Linked DNA regions of Mus musculus: all the other regions are linked to region 5. Evidence: chromatin contacts called from public promoter capture Hi-C data. All regions are on one chromosome and are shown on one strand. The core of a region is the stretch at or near the end of the contact, and the rest is flanking DNA. Distances in the headings are between cores, read along the strand shown.

What was found. Promoter capture Hi-C pulls out the DNA fragments that hold promoters and counts their contacts. Capture Hi-C pulls out chosen DNA fragments and counts their contacts.
Region 1: a promoter capture Hi-C map of pre-B cells shows a contact between it and region 5, with 13 times the contacts expected there. The contact joins the promoter of Glod5 here to the promoter of Gripap1 in region 5. A contact is called at or near these places in 8 of 39 promoter capture datasets (3T3-L1-derived adipocytes, the C10 cell line, embryonic stem cells and 4 more), 2 of 484 Hi-C or Micro-C datasets (both in embryonic stem cells), 4 of 115 datasets of contacts at active chromatin or transcription factors (embryonic forebrain, embryonic stem cells, epiblast stem cells and 1 more) and 2 of 9 other capture datasets (adipose tissue and liver).
Region 2: a promoter capture Hi-C map of pre-B cells shows a contact between it and region 5. The contact joins the promoter of Flicr here to the promoter of Gripap1 in region 5. A contact is called at or near these places in 11 of 39 promoter capture datasets (the 3T3-L1 cell line, 3T3-L1-derived adipocytes, the HPC-7 cell line and 6 more), 1 of 484 Hi-C or Micro-C datasets (the G1E-ER4 cell line), 2 of 115 datasets of contacts at active chromatin or transcription factors (embryonic stem cells and memory CD8 T cells) and 3 of 9 other capture datasets (adipose tissue, liver and pancreatic islet).
Region 3: a contact with region 5 is called in a promoter capture Hi-C map of liver, with 2.3 times the contacts expected there. The contact joins the enhancer-like site here to the promoter of Gripap1 in region 5. A contact is called at or near these places in 9 of 39 promoter capture datasets (the 3T3-L1 cell line, 3T3-L1-derived adipocytes, the C10 cell line and 6 more) and 2 of 115 datasets of contacts at active chromatin or transcription factors (bone marrow-derived macrophages and embryonic stem cells).
Region 4: a contact with region 5 is called in a promoter capture Hi-C map of adipose tissue. The contact joins the promoter of Syp here to the promoter of Gripap1 in region 5. A contact is called at or near these places in 1 of 484 Hi-C or Micro-C datasets (double positive thymocytes) and 2 of 9 other capture datasets (adipose tissue and liver).
Region 6: a promoter capture Hi-C map of neural stem cells shows a contact between it and region 5. The contact joins the promoter of Pcsk1n here to the promoter of Gripap1 in region 5. A contact is called at or near these places in 3 of 39 promoter capture datasets (the C10 cell line, neural stem cells and pre-B cells), 1 of 484 Hi-C or Micro-C datasets (embryonic stem cells), 1 of 115 datasets of contacts at active chromatin or transcription factors (embryonic stem cells) and 4 of 9 other capture datasets (adipose tissue, embryonic stem cells, liver and 1 more).

Annotation. Positions count from the first base shown.
Region 1 is chrX:8,016,365-8,019,965 of GRCm38.p6, reverse strand. It overlaps Glod5 (glyoxalase domain containing 5), which reads left to right and starts at 1,474. Exons shown (of 4, transcript NM_027227.2): 1 at 1,474-1,549. The coding sequence starts at 1,523. All of the region lies in intron 2 of Gm39488 (a long non-coding RNA gene), which reads right to left.
Region 2 is chrX:7,571,282-7,575,071 of GRCm38.p6, reverse strand. Flicr (Foxp3 regulating long intergenic noncoding RNA) reads right to left here and starts at 1,472. Exons shown (of 3, transcript NR_029473.1): 1 at 1,163-1,472. Ppp1r3f (protein phosphatase 1, regulatory subunit 3F) reads left to right here and starts at 791. Exons shown (of 4, transcript NM_138605.3): 1 at 791-1,824. The coding sequence starts at 824.
Region 3 is chrX:7,979,836-7,983,635 of GRCm38.p6, reverse strand. All of the region lies in intron 2 of Gm39488 (a long non-coding RNA gene), which reads right to left. Among named protein-coding and RNA genes, the nearest start is that of Gata1, 14 kb to the right of the region's middle. Within about 2 kb of position 1,770, at least 7 of the 459 cell types and tissues checked have an H3K27ac peak or open chromatin away from gene starts, as enhancers often do. A contact at or near this core is called in liver, where this site is marked.
Region 4 is chrX:7,636,132-7,640,051 of GRCm38.p6, reverse strand. Syp (synaptophysin) reads right to left here and starts at 1,472. Exons shown (of 7, transcript NM_009305.2): 1 at 1,324-1,472; 2 at 129-194. The coding sequence starts at 1,359.
Region 5 is chrX:7,787,913-7,791,861 of GRCm38.p6, reverse strand. Gripap1 (GRIP1 associated protein 1) reads right to left here and starts at 1,869. Exons shown (of 26, transcript NM_001290455.1): 1 at 1,794-1,869. The coding sequence starts at 1,835. It overlaps Gm39487 (a long non-coding RNA gene), which reads left to right and starts at 1,922. Exons shown (of 3, transcript XR_003953042.1): 1 at 1,922-1,996.
Region 6 is chrX:7,917,289-7,921,133 of GRCm38.p6, reverse strand. Pcsk1n (proprotein convertase subtilisin/kexin type 1 inhibitor) reads right to left here and starts at 1,312. Exons shown (of 3, transcript NM_013892.3): 1 at 1,090-1,312. The coding sequence starts at 1,203.

The sequences.
Region 1 (3,601 bases), core at 225-2,724, 230 kb before region 5:
GCTTCCCGGAGGCTGGAATTGCAGATCTGTGCTCCAGCCTGGCTCTACAAAACTTGCCCCCCCCCCGCCCCCCTGTGCTGGCAATTGAACCTGGAGCCAGGCAAACATGCTACTGCTAACGCTAAATGTCCCTAGCATTTTTTTTTTCCAGAGCTGAGGACCAAACCCAGGGCCTTGCACTTGCTAGGCAAGTGCTCTACAACTGAGCTAAATCCCCAACCCCTGCAATTTTTTAAAATTTTATTTTCAGAGATGATCTTAATGATTTGCCCAGGTTGTCTTGAATTTTTTTAAAACATTATTTTATGGGCAGACATATTTTGCTAGCATGTATGTCTTTGTACCACTTGGATGTACGCTGCCTGAGGAGGCCAGAAGAGGGAGTTGGATTCCTAGGGACTAGAGTTATAGCCCTCACCATGTTGGGGCTGAGGATTGAACTGTGGTCCTCTGGAAGCATAGCCAGAGCTCCTAAGCTTTAAGCCAGTACCCTGGCCTCAAATTTTTGCTCCTTTTGCTCCAGCCTTTTGAGTAGCTAGGATTATAGGCCTTGGAAATAATTTTTAAAGGAAAACCATATGTTTAATAACACCCAGGGCACCCAGGTATGTACCCAGAGGCAAAAATCTCAGACTCACCTAACCCTGGTCCTGATAGGTAACCCATAGATAGAAAGCTTGTGAAAGCGAAGCAAATAGTGGTGGGGTGGGGAGGGGACCAAGCGTGGATAGGAATTGTGAGGCTTCAAATACAGCGAGACCCCCTTTCAAAAAAAAAAAAATCTTAGCTCAGGACTAGAGAGATGGTTTAGCAGTTAAAAGCATCTGCTGCTCTTCTGGAGTACCTAGGTTTGATTCCCAATCTGCATGTGGTAGCTAGCGTACAACCAGTTGTCTGTAAGGCCAGTTCCAGGATATCCAATGCCATCTTCTATCCTCTGCAATCGGAAAGCATGAATGTAGTGCAGAGACATGAAAGCAGGCAAAACACCCATAGCCATTTAAAAGAATCCTCACTCAGCTGCAGACCCACAAGCAACTCTTTCAGACACTCCATCCTAGTCACACACTACAAGGTGGATCGGAGCTCTCTCATAGGGCACTGCTAGTCTCAACACTCTCGATGGGTGCTTTCCTGGTTTTCTGTGTTCTTATGGATGATTGCTTAGCAGGACGTGACACATCTGGCAGTTGACAGAGAAGGACCATTAGGGACCAATCTCAACAACTTATCAAGACCCTCAGCTCCTCAAAAGAGGAAGCACTTATATTTGTACTTTTATTCTCAAGGCTGGCAGTGTTTGGCTTGGTTTTGCACTGCTAGAAGTAGAACCCAGGGTTTCTTCAGCACTGTTGTACCACTAAGCTGTACCCCGAGTTTCAGTTAGTCTTCCTGCTTTTCACCTCCTGCCTCTGTCCACACCCAATGTCCTCAGCTAGCACCTCCCATTCCTGCCCCTTGATCTCCAGGCACAGAGCCAGCCTCAGCCCCAACCTACCTGCCTTCCAGTCTACCAGGAAAGATGTGTGATCCAACATCTGAAAGTCAGGTAAGTGTGGGGTCGTGGAGGCTTTGGGGCATGAGTATTGACCAGGCTGGGGGTACCCAACCTGGGTCTGCTGACTTGCTTTCCTTCTCAGGGACACCCTTGTGGCTTTAGCTTCCTTGGGCTTTTCTTAAAGATAACCAGAGGGCAGCAGAAGCCCTGCTTGGGCTTGTGGAGGGCTCGGGTTTAAGGGTTGGCCGCTCTCTCTGGGTGCTTCACTGGGGAGACAGTTCAGCTTCAGACACGTAGAGACACCCAAAGGTGGTTCCTGGAGAATGCCCATGAGGCACTCAGGACAGAGCTGTGTCAGAAGGGCCCCCGAGAAACAATGACCTTGAAGCTGGTCAAAAGACTCAGAGGCCCTGAAAGGCTGGAGGGAACCTTTAAGAGGACTCTGGAGCAGACCAAAGGAGGGAGGCCGTGCTGTCCAGGGCACTGACTACTCAGAGAAATGGATGAGCTTATTTTCTAGACCCTCAGCACTGGGGGTGCCCCAAAAGCAGTACTTCGGGGGAACCATGCAGATAGAAATGCAGATTGCAAAAGTAAAAATAAAAAATAAAAAATCCTAGCTGGGTGTGGTGGTGCACTCCTTTAATCCCAGCATTCAGGAGGCAGAGGCAGGCAGATTTCTGAGTTCGAGGCCAGCCTGGTGAGTTCCAGGACAGCCAGGGCTATACAGAGAAACGCTGTCTCGAAAAAAATAAAAAACAAATCAAATAAATAAATAATAATAAAATAAAATAGAAAATCCTGAAAGTCAGTGACCGGAACTGGGAAATGAACAGCTTTGCTTAAACCATTAAAATAAATAAGAGGGGAGAGATGAGCACAGAGATGGAAAGAGAAAGCAAATGTGCAATAAAAATCGGCTATGTTCAGGGCTGCTGCTTCAATCAGATTCAGAAAATACTAGTAATTTCTCTTTACACCATAGACACGAGGAGAAAAGCATAAAGTAGTTATATCAGGAACTAAACAGGGCGCTCATACAGATTCAACAAACATTTTCAACAGGACTATTTTTAATTCATGTGTATGTTAGTGCAGCTGCCTATAGTGGCCAGAAGAGGGCACCAAATCCCGTGGAGTCGGGGGTTACAAGCCTTTGTAAGCTGCCTAGCATGAGTACTAGGAATCAAATTCTGGTCCTTTGGGAAAGCTGTGAACACGGAGCCCCAAATAGGATTGGAAAACCTAAAACAAAATATACAGCTTTCTCTTCCAGGGGCCTGAATGCCCCTTAGTTACTTCTTTGGTTAGTTGGTTGGTTTAGGGTTTGGGAAACTGACTGTTTCCCAAGTAGATATCTGAATGGCTCGCATGCACAGACATTTTTCCTTTAAAACAATTAATTTTGTGCCAGGAGGTGGTGGCACAGGCCTTTAATTCCAGCACTAGGAAGGCAGAGGTAGGTGGATCTCTGAGTTTGAGGTCAGCCTGGTCTCCAAAGTCAGTGTGAACAGCCAGGACTGCACAGAGAAGTCCTGTCTCAAAAAAACCAGACAAACAAAACCCCCATTTTTTATGCTATGTGTATGAGTATCTTGCCTGCAATGAATACATGTGTACCACGTGTATGCAGTGATTGTAGGGGCCAGTACAGTTACAGACAGTTGTGGACCACCACGTGGGTGCAGGAAACCGAACCCAGGTCCAGCAATATACCCTCGTTCTGTAGTTTTACTTTGTTTTGGAGAAAAGGTCTCACCGCAGTGCTTAGTTGATCTTGAAACTCGTCATTCTCCTGCCTCAGCTTCTCAAGTGTTGAGATTACAGGGGCACAGCAGCACACTTGGCGTCATTTTTTTTTCCGAGACAGGGTTTCTCTGTGTAGACCTGGCTGCCCTGGAACTCACTTTGTAGACTCAGACATCTGCCTACCTCTGTCTCCGAGTGATGGGATTAAAGGTGTGCGCCACCACGCCCGGCTCTTCCTTTTCTTGTGACGTGCGTTTGGGTGTTTTGCCTGGATGTGTGTCTGTGCATGGATTCCCTGGAACTGCAGATACAGAGAGCTGTGAGCCACCATGTGGGCGCTGGGAAGTTGAACCC
Region 2 (3,790 bases), core at 223-2,722, 220 kb after region 5:
TCTGGCTACATTTCTCTAGTTTCAGCTTTGGTTAATCCCATACTGGCACTGTCCTTTGAGATATAACAGCCTTCACCCTGGATCCCCATTTCTTTCTCGCTCCCACCTTCACTCCTCACATGCCTTAGTGCTCCCCCCCCCCCCCGCCCGCTACAGCCCCGCCTCCATGTCTGCTCACACACAGCCTTCCCGTCTCTGTTCAGTCTCTGTATTGGCTAGATCTACCTTGTTACCACCTCTTGAAGCCATAGTGTGCGCTCACTAGACTCCTCCATTGGCTCATTGCAACTATTATCGTCATTCTGTCTCTACATCATTCGCGTGCAGTTCTCCATTGGCTGTTCATTTTATCTGTCTTACGTCTCACCGCCTACGCAACCTGCGGATCTCCCAGTTTTTGGACCTCTGGGTTCGCTCCCCGTTGCCCCCATTGCTTGTAGCCATTTCATCTTCCCGCCGCCTACCATGCCCTTCGTGCTCAGACTTTCCCACTAATTGTCATACTCCTGCTGCTACATCTTCGGGCCCGCATTAACCCTACTCAGGCCTCTCCATTGATTCCGTTATCATCCCGCCTTCCATCCCGCCCACGCGCGGGCGTCCTCATTGGTTGCTAGCTTCTCCTGCTTGTCAATCACCTGTACGTCACTCCCGCGTGGCTGTCCATTGGCTGTTGGCCGTACCTGTCTCTAGCTCACCGCCTACGCTCCACTGGAGCCCCACCCCCCTGTTCTGGCTTTCTCATTGGCTGCCCGCCTTTTCAGGCCCTGCCCCCGCCGGTCCCACCGCCGGTGCCGTCGGTGCCGCCGCCGCCGCCGCCGATATGGCGCGCACGGCCCCTGTGGAGCCACCGCTGCGGCATCCCGCGCCCCCGTCGCCGGCTGCGGGAGAGCCCCGCGCCTCGGCTGAGGCGGCGGTGGCCCCGCGGAGGGTGCTGTTCGCTGACGAGGCCCTGGGGCTGCCTCTGGCGCAGCTACGCCGCTACCGGCCGTGGGGCGGGCCCGGGGCGGGCAAGATGGCGGCGGCGACCGGGCAAGATGGCGGCGGTGGCGGGGCTGATGAGGAAGACGATGGCGAGGATGGGGATGAAGGGGAGGAGGAAGAGGAGGCTTTTCCCGATCCCTCTCCGCCGTGCCCCGTTCCCGCTGGCGGGGGGTTTTACCTGGTGCCCACATTTTCGTTGCCGCCCGCGCTGGGCCGTCTGGAGCGGTTGGGGCGCGTGATGGTGGAGTTGGAGGCGCTGCTGCCGCCTCCTGGAGCGGTTCCCGGGGGTTCCGGGGTGTGGGTGCCTGGGGGACGCCCGCCAGTGGTGCGCGGGTTGGTGCGCGTGCTGAACCGCTCCTTCGAGAAGGCGGTGCACGTGCGGGCCTCACACGACGGTTGGGCTACCTTCTGCGACCACCCAGCCCGCTATGTCCCACGCAGCCCGCCTGGGGCAGGAGTGGGAGGAACAGGAGCAGGAGATCCCCTCCTGGATCCCGGGCTAGGCCTGGGCCCTGGCCAGATGTCAGCCTCCTCACCCGACGACGGTGGCTGCACTGACCGCTTTGCCTTCCAGCTGCCCTTTGCTGAGGGCGCGAGCGATGGGGCGCGCCTCGACTTCGTGGTGCGCTATGAGACCCCCGAGGGCACTTTCTGGGCCAACAACCATGGCCGCAACTACACTGTCCTGCTCCGGATCGCACCCGCTCCCACACCCACTGATGCCGAAGGGCTGCCCCAGCAGCAGCAGCTGCAGCAGCTGGAGCCACAGCCTGAGTGCCAGGGTCCTGTGGAGGCTGAGGCCAGGCAGCTGAAGAGCTGCATGAAGCCGGTGAGGCGCAGGTAATGTCTGCCAGCGCCACCTCCACCAACACAGGGCTGGATGTAGAAGCCTCCCATCCCAGCACTTCCCCCTCCCCCAGGCCTGCTCTCCAGGACAGGCAGGAGGGTGCATTCGGTCAAAGAGTAGTGCAGGCCAAACATGTGCTAGGCACTGTTTTAAATTCTGGGGTATCATCCATTTATTGAGTTCCACTATAAGGCCCTGAACAAGACAGACACCTTCCCTGTCCCCAACCATCCCGCAAAGGCTCCTCTGGGAAACAGAATGCAAAAGCAAACAAGCAGATAAGATAAATAGGGCTAAGGTTAGTGCTGAGAGGAAAATACTGTAAGGCTCTGGAGGGAGTGGCTGCTGCAGACGTGTTGAGGGTGAGCTCTTGTGAAGAGTCCCAGACGGTGATAACGAAGAGTTATGGACGAGCGAGTTGGTAGAGTTTGGACCAGGTAGGACTCTTTCTGAGGAGGTGGCATTTAAACTTGAGTCCAGAGTGGTACGGAGCAGTGATGCACATACAGGGGAGGTAGATGTAGATAGTGGGGACAGCAAAGTCCTGAGGTGGTTCTGGGTTTCGTATGACTGTCAGCCAGTGTGCTGGAGTGGAGAGAACATGACGTGCGAAGGTGTGGACTAAGGGTCTCCCGGCGTGGGGAGTCAGTCTGATTCCTATCTGCCACAGCAGGAAGCCAGAGTTAGAGAAACTGGTTGAGGAAGTGGTGGTACTTGGCTTTTTAGTTTCAACCATTTCTGGCTTTGAAGTCTATGCATCCTTTTTTTTAAAAACTGTTCCTCTGGTAGTCTGAGGCCTCCAGTGGAGTTTAGGGAGCGAGGCTCTATTCTCACATAAAAACATTAGCCTTGGCAGAGGCGGAAACAGATGAGAAGCGGACTTGAAGGTCACATCGCTCTTCTTTTTTTTTTTTTTTGCACACCTCTTGTAAACTGACTGATATAATGCTTTTCTAGGTCTTTACCAGGGCTATACGTTTGTCAAGGGCTCCAGCTAGGCCTAATGCCCGGGGTCAGTTAGAGCCCCTATGAAATGCATACATTTTCCTGCTCCTATGAGAAATGGGAAGGGGAGGTTGCCCTTTTGTCCCTTCGAAGCTGCATGATGGAGCAGGGTGCTGTGGGATCTGCTGGTTGTGGTAAGGGCTTAGGCTGTGAAAGGTTTAGCTCTTCGTGGATGGACCTTGAAGCATTTAGATTCTGCCATTCGATTACCTGGGTTCAAACCCTAAGCCTGCCACTTTTTAGTGTGACCGTATCCAATTCTTAGCTGCATCGTGCCGTAGATAAACACCCTCATCTGTAAAACAGGAAGTTATGGCACAGACCTCACGGGATGAGCAGAAGCACTCAGGATCGAGCCTAGTTCCAAGTAGTGCCATAGTGCTGGTAATTAGCATCGAAGCTTAGATGCTCACTACAGTCCATGTATCCTTTCCCAAACTCAGCTTTGTTGTGTACTCTTGTCTCAGTTTCCTCATTGGTCAGAGAGGAATGGCTTTCCCATTGTGTGGTTGAATTGGATGCAGTACCCGTAGGGAAGGTAACTGAGGCATAATTGTAGCTGTAAAAGGTCTGGTGGGCAGCATTTCTTAATCTCTGTTAAGAGTGGTAGGGACATTCTCCTCTTGAGGTCAGCTGAATGTGCTGTTGACTGTAGGCACTATATTGAGTCCTAGTTCATGGGAAATGGGGTGGGGTGGGGGGCTCGGAGAGGTGCTCGAGCTTGCTCAGAGTCACTCAGCTAGTAAATAGCCAGGCCAGGGAGGAAATGTTAGGGATGCTAGTTTAAAAACAAAGTCCGCATTTCACTGTTGGCGCTCTTAGTTCTTCCTTTCCCCCCTGTACCTGTTACGTGTGCTTCGTGTTTTATTGAGATATACACAAGTGGACGGTACTGACCCCCGAGGGCATGGCTCGGAAGAATTGCACATGTATGTGTATGTAGCCGCCACCCAG
Region 3 (3,800 bases), core at 521-3,020, 190 kb before region 5:
AGGCTTGAAGATATTCCACGACAGACAGAGCAAATCACAGCCTTGGAGGAACGGTCACTGGAGAAAGAACAACTCATGAAAACATGGAACATCCCCCCATCTATTCTCACCATAAAAACCCTTGAGACTATCACACCCACTTCGGGAACTGGGGCTGCATATGGTTTCTAACTTCATTTTCCCAGGCCAGGACTCCATAAGCCCATCTCCTGCAGGGACCAATAAGAACCCTGCTTTGGAGCCCTCACCTCTCTTTTTCTTTTTCCCATACTAATTGGTCCTTGGATTTCCTTCTGAGCCTTGTTGTCATATCCCCGTATCAGACAGATTAAGAGCCAGGGCTAGAGAACACTAGCAACACATTTAGATACTAAAGCACATTATTTACAAATGGTTTATTGTCTCTGAGTAATTCTTTCAAAGTGAAAGTTAGTCCTCTCAACATTGTCAATACATTTGAAATAAACTAAGGCAAAACATCTGTTGGTACAGGTCAACCCTGAAGTTAATCTTCTTGCTGTACACTTTAAGTTTCTCTAGTAACCACTGTTCAGATATTGTGGACACTCAATAAAAATATGTTAGCTCTCTTTAGGTTGTCTTTCATAAATGTTGTAATCAGATTATTCTTCAACCTATCTTCATAATTAATATTTGAAAGCACCAAGCCCAAATCATTTTACAAGGGAAGCTTAAAATTTATGTTTCTGCCACATGTGGTGGCACACATCTTTGATGCCTGTACTTCAGAAGCCAAAGTGGGTGGATCTTTGTAATTTCAAGGCTAATCTGGTCTACATAGCAAGTTCTAGGCCAACTCTGTCTCAAAAACAAGCCAAAACAAAATAATATTTTAATTCATGTTAAATAAGCTTACCCAGGTGAAGTCTAGAAATGAATTACCTTTTCTTTACATTTTCCTTTTCTTTGTTTTTGTTTTTGGTTTTTTCGAGACAGGGTTTCTCTGTGTAGCCCTGGCTGTCCTGGAACTTACTCTGTAGACCAGGCTGGCCTCGAACTCAGAAATCCACCTGCCTCCCAAGTGCTGGGATTAAAGGTGTGTGCCACCACTGCCCGGAACATTTTCCTTTTCTTAAAAAAAAATTATTTATGTGCATTGGTGTTTTGCCTCCATGTATGTCTGAGTGCCAGATCCCTTAGAGCTGGAGTTACAGACAGTTGTGAGCTGCCATGTGGGTGCTGGGAATCGAACCCAGGACCTCTGGCAGAGCAAGCCAGTGCTCTTAACCACTGAGCCATCTCTCCAGCCCCGCCGTGTTTTCTAAATCCTTGGATTTTAGCTTTAAGGAATAGATACAGAATCAATTGCTTCTGTGTAGGACAAAATGAACCAAAGCACACTCACATGAACAGAGCATGCCAATCACGCTTAGCAGGGCACAGCGAGTTTAGAGCATAAAGCAAAACCGAAGTGGCCAGGGTTTTCTTCACAAGCTCCAAGGACAGGGATTGTTGTCTCCCACCCCATTGCTGTCTTCGGAATTATTTATAAAAGATCAATCAGCTTTGAGTCTCAATAGGCTACCAAACTAGTACAGAGAATACTTTCCTGGTTATATAAACCATGGTATTGAGACCTACCTATTCCAAATGGTTCCACCGAACCACAAGTGACTCAAGAGCACTCAAACCTGTCCTGTTATATGACACATGCCCTAATCAACTTTATGGGCCTGTCTCTTTAAGACACTTGTAAATTTAGAAACCCAAGCCACCTTCTCTCCTCCAGCTGACAGGAAACAGAACGTGCCTCCCTGAAGCTTCCAATCACAGGACCCTATCTTTGTGGTCCTTGACTTTGAATTCTGCTCAGGTCCCCAATACTTTTGAGAGCTCTCTGCTTTGCCACCATTCTCTACGTTACAATAACCGTAACCCAATAGTCTTCGACACAAGAGTATCCAAAACAAAATCATTCACCAAATGGCAGCAGGGAATGAATCAAAAGAACTCCAAATTGCTCCAAAGATCCCAAAGGCAAAAAGGCAGGCAAAAGCTGGTCGGTGAGAGACTTACCAAAGGTCAGATTTGTGCAGAATCTAAGACAAAGTCCAAACTCATTTGCCTGCTTCACTGAGTCGAGTACGAAGCAGCCAATGCTGGCTAAGGGGAAAGAGCGTAATGTCCCTGGAGGAAATGACTCCAGTAAATCTGGAAACTTCCATTTGTCCTTTCTTCTCTCCCTGGGGTCATCACAGTATTAGTAGACACCCCTGAAATGTGTCTTATGATTTTTTTAAAGATTTATTTATTTATTATATATAACTAAGCTGTAGCTGTCTTCAGACACCCCAGAAGAGGGCATCAGAATTCATTATGGATGGTTGTGAGCCACCATGTAGCTGCTGGGATTTGAACTCAGGACCTTCTGAGCAGCAGTCAGTGCTCTTACCCGCTGAGTCATCACTCCAGCCCCCGAAACGTGTCTTTACACCTCCATGAATGCCATTTTGTCACCAAACTTGGGGTTCACAACCTGTGCCCCAAGTCAGGTCCAGACACCCATCTTCAATAAGCCAATTAAAGGAGCCAAATTAAAAGTTGAAAGCAGCCGGGCGTGGTGGTGCACGCCTTTAATCCCAGCACTCGGGAGGCAGAGGCAGGTGGATTTCTGAGTTTGAAGCCAGCCTGGTCTACAAAGTAAGTTCCAGGACAGCCAGGGCTACACAGAGAAACCCTGTCTCGAAAAAAACAACAACAAAAAAAAGTTGAAAGCAAGCTGGGCATGGTGGCGCCTGCCTTTTATCCCAGCACTTGGGGAGGCCAGGGATGGTGCCAATACTTGGGAGGCAGAGGCAGGAGGATCTCTGTAAATTCAAGGCCAGCCTGATCTACATACCAAATTCCAGGCCAGTCCAGAATTACATGGAGACCTTATTTCAACAGCACCCCATCACCCCCAAATGCTGAAAGCAGAAAAGGGAGATTTATTCAATGTGACCACACTGGGAAGAGGGACGTTGTTGTCTAACAAATTTCTCAGCTCTGTCTTTGGAATCCTGAAAGCTTAAATGAGGGTCAAGGCTGTGTATATCTAAGCAGTCCAGGTGAAGGCTGTGCCCCACCCACCCAGCATTATCTGTCTTCAGTTCATCCTATAAGGTTGTCTGACCACTCACTACTGCAAATCTCTTTCTGGGAGACAGGAGACAAGTTCCCCTTATGCCTGGTGTCCTTTTGAATGAGATTTCTGGGGAAATTATCATTTTAGGGGGCCCATTGTTTCAACACTCTGATCATCAGACTAAAAGACACAATCTCTGTAGAATAGCTTCATTTCTGCCAGAGCCATTACAGGTTTAGTGTGCAGTACCACAAAAAAGTAAAATATAGGCTGGGCGTGGTGGCACACGCCTTTAATCCTAGCACTCGGGAGGCAGGGGCAGGTGGCTTTCTGAGTTCGAGGCCAGCCTGGTCTACAAAGTGAGTTCCAAGACAGCCAGAGCTATACAGAGAAACCCTGTCTCGAAAAACAAAAAAGCAACAAAAAAGTAAAATATAGCTAAATTTTGTCAAATGTCCAAACTCACCTGCAAGAAGGCTCGACCCATCCATCTCCTTTCCTGATTCTTCTTAGGATGTGTTGCTAATTAATCTAAAATTCTGCCAACCTACAAAATTTGCTCAAAAGAATACATTTTTTTAAACTAAAAATGAGTGTTTTCAAATGAGAGCTATGGGGGCTGGAGAGATGGCTCAGCAGTTGAGAGCACTGACTGCTCTTCCAGAGGTCCTGAGTTCAAATCCCAGCAACCACATGGTGGCTCACAACCATCTGT
Region 4 (3,920 bases), core at 223-2,722, 150 kb after region 5:
CCACCCCTGTCGTTCCACCCACCAGTTCAGTAGGACGCCTCCTGCCTCACCCCTCTGTTTTGCTGGAGCCCATCACCACCACCATCTCCCCCTGTACTTCCCCCACCTATAGCCCGGACCACACTCACCCACTGCAGCACCTTCACGAAGCCAAGGGGCTCCTTGACCACCCGGAACTGACCCCCAGCCACCAGCTGAGGAGAAAAACAGTGGGGAGGGGAAGGGGTGTGGGAAATAGGGATGGAAGTGAGGGGCCAGGCTGCCAAGCAATGATCCCTGGGGATAGGACATGTGACCCTCCGGGAGTGGGTGACATATGGAGAGGGAGTGAGGAGGAGAAAAACGACACTTTGGGGACGGAGTAAACATCAGGGTCTCAGCAGCCCCCCACCCCCAGGGCTCAGGAGTGGTGAAGTGTGAGGTGATGAGTCACATGGCAGAGGAGGTTGGGTGTAGAAAATAGATGGGGGTCCAGACTAGTTAGCGAAGGAAGGTCTGAACTGCTTAAAGGTGAGTCAGATTGGAGAAAAGGTTGAGTGGAAGAAGATGGGGTTCATTAGAGTGGGGGAGGGGGCACCAAGTGCTGAAGGTGAGTCACAACAGCAGAGGGGAGAGGTCTGCAGTGGTAAAGGTGAGTCAGATGACGATGGTTGTGTCTGAGGAGATGGGGATGGGGAGGGGTCGCTACCGGTTAGGGAGAAAGCCGATTTTGAGGTGACGAAGAAGAGGGAGATGGCGGAGGTGATCTCTTAAGGTGGGAAAGAGCTGGGGGCATGGGTTTACTGGACATGCGCTGAGAACGAGGAGTCTGGGGTTTTTTGGAGAGGCAAAATTGGATCGTCCTCCTCTAGATCTGCTCCGGGGGTGAAAGGGTCGTCATCTACCGGGGTGCATTCTTTTTGGGAGGGGCGGGTGCCAACCCTCCCCCACCCCGCCCCCACACCTTCTGTCGCTCTATTTCCTAGCTCATCTGCAGCCCCCCGAGTCATTTTTCATTATCCCCTCCCCTTCTCTACCCCTTTGCCCTCTTCCTAGACCCGAATCTCTCTTTTCCCCCTCCAGGTCGACAGTTCTTTTGGGGCATCTGGAGGCCCCCTCTGCGGCAGTGAGGACAGCCTTCGCTGCGGCAAAGAGCGCACTCCTTTTCTCCACCTCCCCCTTTCCCCTTGCCTGCTGCAGACCCCTAGCCCCAGCCCCAGCCCCAGCCCCAGCTCCAGCGACCGTATCTCTGCTCCCCTCGCCACCACCTCTCAGGGTTCGAGGGCCAAAGCCACCCAGATTTCTGCAAGCGCCGGGCTCTGTCCACGGTGCTGGAGCGCGTACCTGATTCACCACGTCCATGTCTGCCAGCAGCAGCATCAGCAATGCGGGGGGCGGAAGGTGCCTGGTAGCAAGGGCGGGCGCGGGGAGCGGCGGGGGCGGTGCGCGATCGTCGGAACAGCCCAGTCGGCGGCAGCCACGCCCCTTGCACCCTGCCTATCTTTTGAGCAAGCGCCTGCGCACCATGGCTCCCCCCCGCCCCATACTCCTCGCCCGCCCCAACTCGCCTGCGGCCATTCCATTCGGGAGGCTAGAGACTCTGGGTCTCTGAGCGAAGGGTCCTTTTAGAAAACAGGTAGCTCTGGGGGAGGGGGGTGGTAAGAGGACCGCTCAGTTCTACCGGATGACATTTTGCCAACCTGAGTCCTGTTTGTTAAGTGTGTTCTCTCATTTAATCCCTATGTAGCAGTGACTATTAGTCCTGTTTTTACAGATGAGGAAAATGAGTCTCCAGAGAGATTAAGTGACTTGCACAAGGTCACACAGCTAGGTAATGGCAGTGTTCAGAGTCCTTGCAGTTTAAACGTCTCCACAGTTTAAAGACAGTTCAAGGTCTAGAGGGTTCCTTTTGGAAAACCTGCATTTTAAGCACATCCAAACTCTAACCATCTCATTTTTTTTCTCTTCTTCTTGGTCAAATTATAGCCGACTATATAGTTTACCTTCTGTTTATTCCTTGGCCCTCTTTTAAAAATCCATGTATTTATTGTGTGATAGCTCCCTTTCTTTTAACAATACATTTATTTAGCATAGAGAGAGGGACGGAGGGAAGGGGAGGGGCAATCCTGTATAAGTGTGAGGAGAGGACTACCTGCCAGATAGGTTCTCTCATCTCACTGTGTGGGTTCTGCTGTCTCTTAACAGACTACTTACCTTCTTTCATGATACTAAAACTAGGCCCAGCACCCTCAGTGATGATTGCCATGTTACAAAATGCAAGGGAAAAAATATAGTTGAGATTAAAATCACCATTTTATACCCTTCTGTTGCTTGAATTTGGAAACATTTGACTGGATACCATTTATTTGTTTGTTTGTTTGTTTCTTTCTTTTTTTTTTTTGAGGCCGGTTTTTTTCTGTGTATCCCTGGCTGTCCTGGAACTTACTTGGTAGCCCAGGCTGGCCTCGAACTCAGAAATCCGCCTGCCTCTGCCTCCCAAGTGCTGGGACTAAAGGCGTGGGCCACCATTGCCCGGCTGTATATTTGAGATAGGATTTCACTTAGCCTGAGGCTGGCCATGCCTTTCCCAGGCAGCTGAGGATGACCTTATCCTCAGCTTATCCTTTTTCCTCCCCTGCCCAGGTGCTGGCATGTTATCTCTGCATCATGTGAGCTCTGGCTTTTTTTTTTCTCTGAGACAGGGTTTGTCTCAGTAGCCTTGGATGTCCTGGAATTCACTCTGTAGATCTCGGACTCATAGAGATCTGCCTGCTTCTGCCTCCAAGTGCTGGGACTAAAGGTGTGCGCCACCACTGCCCGGCTAGCTCTGGCTTTTATACTTTTCTTAACATTTAATTATTTACTGTGTGTATGTGTGGGTGCACAAGTCGAAGTCAGAAGACAGCTTTTGGGAGTCAGTTCTCTCCACCACATTGGTCCTGTGGATCTATCTCAGGTCTTCAGGCTTGGCCATCACTTTTACCTTCTGAGATATCTCCCTAGCCCCTGTACCTTTTATTTTATTTTATTTTATTTTATTTTATTTTATTTTATTTTATTTTTCTGAGACAGGGTTTCTCTCTGTAGCCCTGGCTGTCCTGGAATTCACTCTGTATAGATCAGGCTGGCCACGAACTTATAGAGATCTGCCTGCCTTTGCCTCCAAAATGCTAGGATTAAAGGCATGTGCCACCATGCCTGGCTCCCATATTTATTTACAAAACACAAGTATATAATAGATACTTCCCAATTGTTTGCGTTTTAGCTCTCGGTTGTTTGAATCTCATTTCTAATATTTACTCCTGTTTGATTTTGGACATGTAAAATGTTTTAAAATATTATGTGTATGATTGTGCTGGTTAAAAAAAGATAATTGCCAGGTGATGGTGGCACACGCCTTTGATTCCAGCACTCAGGAGGCAGAAGCAGGTGGATCTCTGTGAGTTTGAGGCCAGCCCAGTCTACAGAGTGAGTTCCAGAACAGCCAAGGCTACACACAGAGAAACCCTGCCTTTACCTCCCCTGCCCCCCACAGATAATCAACTACAGTGCACTTAGAATAGGGTTCATTTTACTATTTTGGAAGCCATTGACTTCTCACTGTTTTCCCCCTTTACCTTCCCTGCTAAGGTAACCATCGTTTCTGCTAATTTTAGCATCTCCAGTCTCTTTCCCTCTATTCTGTTTTCAGCATACCACCAGAGCATCTATTTAAAATGCACAGTTAACTGTGTCACTACCTTACTCAATGCCTTCCTATGGTTCCCCGTGCTTTTAGAGCCTAGCATTCAGGACTGCATGGTAGAGCCCCCAACCTTAGTTTTCAGTGGATTTTATGCTTCCGCTCTAACTTGCGCTTTCACCAGACGTTAGCCCAACTGCTCCAAGCCTTTGTTTCAAGTCCCTGTGTAACTGAGTTTGAGTCCTAGTCTTTGATTGTG
Region 5 (3,949 bases), core at 620-3,119:
ACAGCCAGCCTCAACCCATCATTTCCCCACTGATCCATTCCCCACCTGGACCACTGAAGGGTATTGGAATAGTTAGGCTGCTGTTCATATGAGTTCTTGTGACTATACACGCAGATGAAATCATCCTGGCTGACCTCCTTACACCCTGAACACTGTCCTACCTAGACCCGGGAGGCCCCTTTGGCGAGGGGCGGGGGGCTTTAAAATTCCTTCCCAAGGAAAGAGAATCTGGTCTTTTTCCTTCCCAACTTCCATGAGTCAGGGGATGTTGCTCAAGGTCCTGTGGAACTGCCAAGGTTTTCAAAACAAGTCAGTGTCCCCTTAAGTATAGAATTAAGAGGAAGTGCAGCACAGGCCACTTCACACAATACATGTATATCCACCAGCCTTGGAGAGCCCTAAATCTGATTCTTCCCAGAACCACCCACTGTCCACTACCCCTGGTTTTATGTCCCTCTCAAAGTACCAGCTCCACCTTTCTCAGCACACTGGTTTGCTCCAGATCAGATCAGAAGGCTTAGCTACTATAGGATCTTTCTTATTCTGTTCTCTTCAGGACCCCAATAGCATTTCTCCTAATCTTTGGCCAACTGGAATACCTTTCTATTCACCTTGAAGTCCCTCTCCAAAGCCCAATAGTATCTCCTTACACATGGCTCAAATAGGATAAACGTTCCTTGCTCAAGTATCTATCTATCCACTTTTTACAAGATGTCTTCAATGGGGGTGACATTATGTCTGTCCTTCAGGATCTCTCAAATGCCCTTGGGCGGGCCAGTTGAACTAGTTTTATTCAGAATCTTCTGCAATTTCCAGTGGTCCTCCCCATTTATGGTCCAATGAGCTCACTCTTACATCTTCAGTGTCCCTCAAGCAGACTAACTAGCTCCCAGGCCAATCGAATATTTCTGCTCCCTCAAGTGTTCTGCCCCCAACCTATAGGACTCTAAGGTTTCCCCATTTCAGTCTTTCCCACTAAGGCTCCCTCACTAAGTGTCCATTCATTATGCAGTGCTTCTATTCCCTCTCGAGATGCCTGGAAAAGGATCAACAAGTCAGAGGACCAGGTCAGACTACTCCCCCAAACCCAGTGATGTCCCCTTCCCTGAACTCCCAAAGTATCAGTTTATAAATATCCTCCGGCCCTTCCTCTAATCTGAGTTAATGGTATTACCTACTCAGAATGCTCATCACCCTGGGTCTAAAGGAATCATCCCAATCCATGCAATTATGCCAACCCCTCCTCTTAGGATCTTCTAGCATCAATGGCACAACAACTCTAGGGAAGAGATCCACGGTCTTTCCCTACTCCCCTGGCTTAGTAGTATTGGTATCTCCCACAAACTTTCCACCTCCCAGTAGTTCATGGTCTTGTCCTGTCAAATAACCAGAGGCTTCCCCCCTCCCCATGACGCAAATGCCTGCTTCTTTTCTCTCCCGACCAAATAATTTCTCCTCAGAATCTCCATCCTTTAAAGTCTAACATCATCACCATTTAATGGTATGCCCTACACATGGACCCAAAGATCCCATCCCGATTCCGGACTGAGAAAGGTATCGCCTAAAGACGTTCTACATTCCTTTTGAAAAGCTAAAAGAATCCAACCTTCAGAACCCACATAGAATCTTCGAAATCACTAAGATCGCCACTCAGAGCCTCGGTTTCCCTTCTCCAGACCACCCCCTTATACTTAAGACCCATTCCAACCAAATCTTCAGAACCGATGGCTGGTCTTGTCTCTACCCCGCCCCCAGTCTACTAGACGGGTGGTCTTCCCCACATCCAGCGGCACCTGCATCCGTTGAAACTCCTCTTCAGACAGAGCTTGCGCCATGTTCCTCCCCCCATCCCCCGCAAGCTTTGTGCGCAGCCGCAGCTTCTGCGGCCTGTCAGTGCTAAGGTCGGAGCGAACCACTGACCAGTAATTGGAGGGGAAGAAACCTAATTCAAATGTTCAGCATTTTAGAGATGGAAAGAAGAGAATGATGCTCAAAGGTCAGACAAATTTTACTTTGATTTTTACAGAATTGTAAATTGTCTGTTATGGCTTTTGAGCATTTATAGATTACTCATTGCTATGCGACATTATGGTATCCCTGTATCTTGGGTGGACTCGTCGGGAGGGAAGTAATCCTCTGACGGAAAATTACCCTTCCGCGACGCTCCTTTAAAGAGAAAGTGACTTAATAATCAAGGAAGTGAAAGCGGAAGCTTCCTCGGGTCTTGTTCCGGCCCTCCTACGGGTGACCCCAAAGGGGAATCCCGCCTCACGTAAAGTCCTTGACCACCCACCCCTCATTTTTTTTTAAAAAAAGGTCTGACAATGATTTTTATTAACACAGTGCTTTATCTCATATTAGGGAAAAGATCTAGTCATTGAGAAAGCTAAAAATTCACGAGGAGAACAGTAGCGAATAAAACAAAACCAGAAAAGTCCATTAAAAATAAAAACAAAAGCTAGCTCCATGGAAAAGAGTCCGGTAGCACACTCAAGGTTCTGGCTGTGCTCCCCAACGCCGAAACAAAACATCAGAAACAAGGATTTAAAAGCGCTCTAACCATCGCCGACCTGAAAGCAAGTGTTGCTCAGTGTATTCTCATAGAAATGAAATGATTTCCCTGCTATGGGAAATATATTCAAGCAGGGCCTTTGTAAATTGAAAGATTTTATTGATATAGGCTCTCTCTCAATATAAATGCAGTCATTTAAAACGATACCATTCTTAGACTTTTCAGACACCTATGTCGTCACAATCCAGGGAGAACACTTCCATCACTCCTTAAAGGTTCTTTCAATCCATCCTCTTTCTACAGCCAGAACAACATTGTTTCTTTTGGTGCTATAGTACATTTGTCTATTGTAGAATGTGATTCAATGTATTCCTTTTGTATTTCCATTTATTTTTCGCTTTTGGCTGTTGCAATTCATCCAAGTTGTGTTATCAGATTTTTTTCTTTTGTTAGTGAATAGATTTTTTTTTTTGAGGCAGGGTTTCTCTGTATAGTCCTGGCTGTCCTAGAACTGGAAAGTTGGAGTTTATTAAGAAACAGTTCTTTTTTTTTTTTTTTTCTTCTCCAAGACAGGGTTTCTCTGTGTAGCCCAGATGTCCTGGAACTCACTCTGTAGAACAGGCTGGCCTCACCACTGCCCAGCTAAGAAACAGTTTTTATTTGGGTATGGTGGCACACACCTTTAGTGGTCCAGCCAGAGCTCTGTGAAAGAAAGAAAGAAAGAAAGAAAGAAAGAAAGAAAGAAAGAAAGAAAGAAAGAAAGAAGAAAGAAAAGAAAAGAAAGGAAAGGAAAGGAAAGGAAAGGAAAGGAAAGGAAAGGAAAGGAAAGGAAAGGAAAGGAAAGGAAAGGAAAGAGAAAAGAAAGAATGTGTGTTTAAACATAGATCTAAGCACAAACACATAAACAGAGAGAGACAGCGAGACAGTTCTCACCAACGGACATGGGTACAGGCTTCTCAAGGGAAGTTAGTGGGGGGTTCCTGTTGTCATTGTTTGCTTGGTTTTAGTAGTGATGAAAATCAAACCCTTGGATTTGTGCATGCCAAATAGGCACTCTGCACTGAGCTACACACTCAGACATACACACACACACACACACACACACACACACACACACACACACGCCATCCCATGCTACAGAGTGTGATCCTGTCTCAAAACAAACAAATTAAAATAAATAACACATGGCTTTCTTTACATTGTCTGTCCATTCTCTGTATTGGCTTTTGGCCTCTCACTTCAAGTTTCAAGAGTTTCTTCTATATTCAAGGTGTTGAAGTTTTACTGCAATAGCGTTTATATTTTTTTCTCTCAGCTTGTATATTAGTCAGAGTTCTCTAGAGTAACAACTTATAGAATGAATTCCCCCTCTCTCCTCTCTCTCCCTCTCCTCCCCTCTCCTCCCTCTCCCTCTTCCCCTACCTCTCTCTCTCTCCA
Region 6 (3,845 bases), core at 63-2,562, 130 kb before region 5:
TGAAACAATGGGTCGTTTAAAGATGAGCTGCAAAGCAAAGAACGGACTCAATGGGTGGAAAATAGAAGGTAATGCCTATGGGGGGCGCGAGGCTATCAAATGGTTTTAAAAATTCTCCTCTGATCTCTCAACAGCTTTGAAGAGGTAGAGGAGCAAGCTGCTCCACGTGCCCTTGATCAGCACCCACCACTCTCAGCGCCGGGGAAATCACCCACCAGCAATCCCTACACACACACACACACACACACACAGCCCTTAAAATGTCACACATTTTAACCCAACACTGCCATATCCACTGCGAGAAGTGGTCTTTTTTTCGTGCCTGTGTGTACATTCCTGTTGGCGAAATGATCTTCAGTTACTCTACCTGAGCCAACCAAGGACATGCATCGTCTTTAAAAACACAATGCAGAGACATCATGGCTTCTTTCCCTGCAATGACACAGCTCCACAAAGAAGAAGAAGAAAAAAAAGGAAACTGTCTCGTGGATGCACGTAGAAGAACCCAAGTACTCAGTTTACCCAAGCCACCATGAAATATGTACCCCAAGGTACAAGGACCACTCCTTCTAAAATAAAAACAAATGAACACAGAAACACACAAGTACACAGAAAGATACGCCCATATACTACGTCACCACCCATAAGAATTCACAAATATACACACTGTACCACTAAGAAAGCAACCAGGCCCGCAAAAAGTCAACCAGAAGCATCCCTAGTATTGTAGGGCATTCAGGGGCAGTCAAACCAAAGGTCACACTGAAAAGAAACAATGCCTATACACTTCGGTCATCACATCACAGGCTTAGATATCTTTTCTGAATACACCCTAGTGCCACGGACAGCTCCACGGGCCACCCGTGGATCGAGATTAAACCAGGCCCCAGATGCTGAGGGATGGGCAGGGCGCCCTGAACAACATCATCCTCACATCCTGAAACTGCCCCTGGCCTGCGCGGGGCTGTCAGCTGCAGGCCAGGTCACCCTAGCCAAGCCCTATGCGCATACCTGTGAAAATACCTCATTAACACTTTCCCCCATCTTCCTCCCCACCCCACCCCCACCCCCTGCTGACTGAGGTCGCACCTTCACGGGCCTCGCTGACAGGGTGGGGGGCAGCCTCAGAAGGCCCAAGAGCAGCAGCACCAAAATGCCGACGCCCCCGGCCCGCGGCCCGCAGAGCAGCGGCGACCCCGCCATGCTGCCCCAACGAGCCGGGCTCCGGACGGGCGGACTGGCTGTCAAGTGCGCAGCGATGGGTATTAGGCACAGCAGCAGCGCTCTGCGGCTGCGCACATCCAGGAGCCTGCCCCCTCCCCGCGTCCCCGTCCCCCCCACTCCCGCCCCACTGTCTCCTACTGTACGCAGGCGCAGAATTAGGGCTCTGGCCTTCTCTTCATCCTGCGCATCGCCATGGAGATGTCCAAGGGGCAAAGTGGAGAACAGAAGTCTGCACTGGCGGTTGCCATGGCAGTATAAGGGCAGTTGCTAGGGCAATAGACCTTGCTGTTGAATTACCAGACAGACAAGGGAAATTGACTCAGTGGGCTGAAATCAGGCTCTGGTCTCTGTCCTTGGGGAGACAACAGACTATACTCTTGTTTGATGGATAAACAATTACTGGCTGCATGCTGTGGACCACGATGTTCACAGAGAAATGAACCCAGATGACATGGCCACTGGCAGCTCAGTTCATATTGCTATGGATTAGCCTCATGCCAGAATAAAGCTATTACTAACAACTGCAACCTCAGAATGACACTTAAAGATCTACAGGCGTGATATTAAGTAGGAGCTTACTAAATGCTCCCTTCATTTCATTTCTCTCACTGTGCTCTCGTTTCCACAGGTATTCTGTGGCAATTGTGCACCCCTACTCACACACAACAAATATGTAAATGTTTTTTAAATGATACAACAAAAGGTTGAAAGAGCCAGGCCTAGTGGCACAGGCTTGCCATCCCCAACCACTTGGGAGGCTAAAGAAGAAGGTTCTCCACTTCAAGGCCTGTCTGGACTACATCTAGTTCAACAGTCTAGGGATGTAGTTCATCTGGTACAGTTTTTGCCTAGCATATACAAAGCCCTAGGTTTGATTCTGGGCACCCCATAAACTGGGTGTGGCAGTGCAGCCCTCATCTATGATGTAGCCTTCTTTTTTCCTTTGAACAGTTCTCTACATAGCCCCGTGGCTGTCCAAGAACTTACTATGTAATCTAGGCTAGCCTTGAATTGACAGAGATGTGCAGATCTGCCTCCTGAGGGCTGGGATTAAAGTCATAAAATGCTGTGCCCCACACAAAGCAGGCTCTAGACCAGCAAAAACACACAAATAGTTTAAGGCCAGCCTGTACAATGTAATGAGATCCTATCGCAAAATCAAAAGTGAAAAGGGGGATTTGAGTGGGTAGCTCCATCAAAGGGGTCTTGCCCAGCACGAATCCCCAGTGGGGCAAGAGGGAAGGGGGCTGGAGAGAGAAGCCCAAGCTCTGCGGTAAAGCATAAACACGAGTTCCATGCCACCACCATAGGAAGAGACAAAACGTCCCCAACCCAGGAATGGTTGGCACATTCCTGTAACCTTCCTTGGTACCAGGAGGCAGAGGCAGGAGGGTCATAAGTTTAAGGTCAGTTTGGGCCACACAGGGCGTTCAAGGATATCTAGCAGCTAGATAATGTCTCAATCAGGAGAGGTAGAGCGGGATAGAGATTATTCGTAGAGCACGTTCATGCTTGGAGTTCACCAAGAAAAATAGAAATAAAACAAATAAATAAACCATCAGCTGGGCGTGCTATCACTGGCCTTTAATCCCAGCACTCAGAAGGCAGAAGCAGGCAGATCTCTGCTGAGTTCCTGGTCAACCTGGTCTACATAGAAAGTTCCAAAGCTGGGCTGGAGAGATGGCACAGTGGGTAAGAGCACGGTCGTGAGTTCAATTTCCAGCAACCGCATGGTGGCTCACAACCACCCGTAATGAGATCTGATGCCCTCTACTGGTGCATCTGGAGACAGCTACAGTGTACTCACATATAAACAAACAAATAAATAAATGTATGTTAAAAGAAAGAAAGAAAGAAAGAAAGAAAGAAAGAAAGAAAGAAAGAAAGAAAGAAAGAAAGAAAGAAAGAAAGAAAGTTCGTTCCAAAGCAATCTGGGCTGCAAAGAGAAACCATGTTCTTAAAGAACAGCCAAACAACAACCACAAGAACCCAAAACACTGGAATGATCCATCAAAGACTGGGAATGTAGCTCACTAGTGAAGCATTTCTATAGCTGGATTTGAACATCAGCACCAAACCCAGAGGATTCTGATAAAATCAGTGTGTGTATCCCAAAGGGGGAAACCCTGGAGAGGGCAATGCTGACAGTGCGTCGTTCTGGATACAGAACCAGTGGTTGCTATATCTTCCTTTACTGGAAAATAAAGTTATGATTAGAACACGCTGCTGCAAAAATCTATATATTTTCATTGAGAATTAAAACTAAAAAAAATAAAGTGAAATTAAAACAACATATGATGACATGGCATAGATTAAATGTGAAGGAGAGCCAGGCATAGTGGCATACCCCTTTTATCCCAGCACTCAGGAGGTAGAAGCAGGAAGTTCTGTTAATTCAAGGCCAGCCTGGTCTACGTAGAGAGTTTCAGGTCAGCCAGTGCTACGCAGAGAGACCCTGTCTCAAAAACTAAAAACTAAAAACAAGTAAAATAAATAATAAAAGTGAAGCAAAGAGCCAGTCCACTGGTGCACTCCTGTAATTCCAGCACTTGGGGAGCTGAGGCTGGCGGATAGTGAGTTCCAGCACAGCCTAGAATGTATACAAGACCCTATCTAAAAGA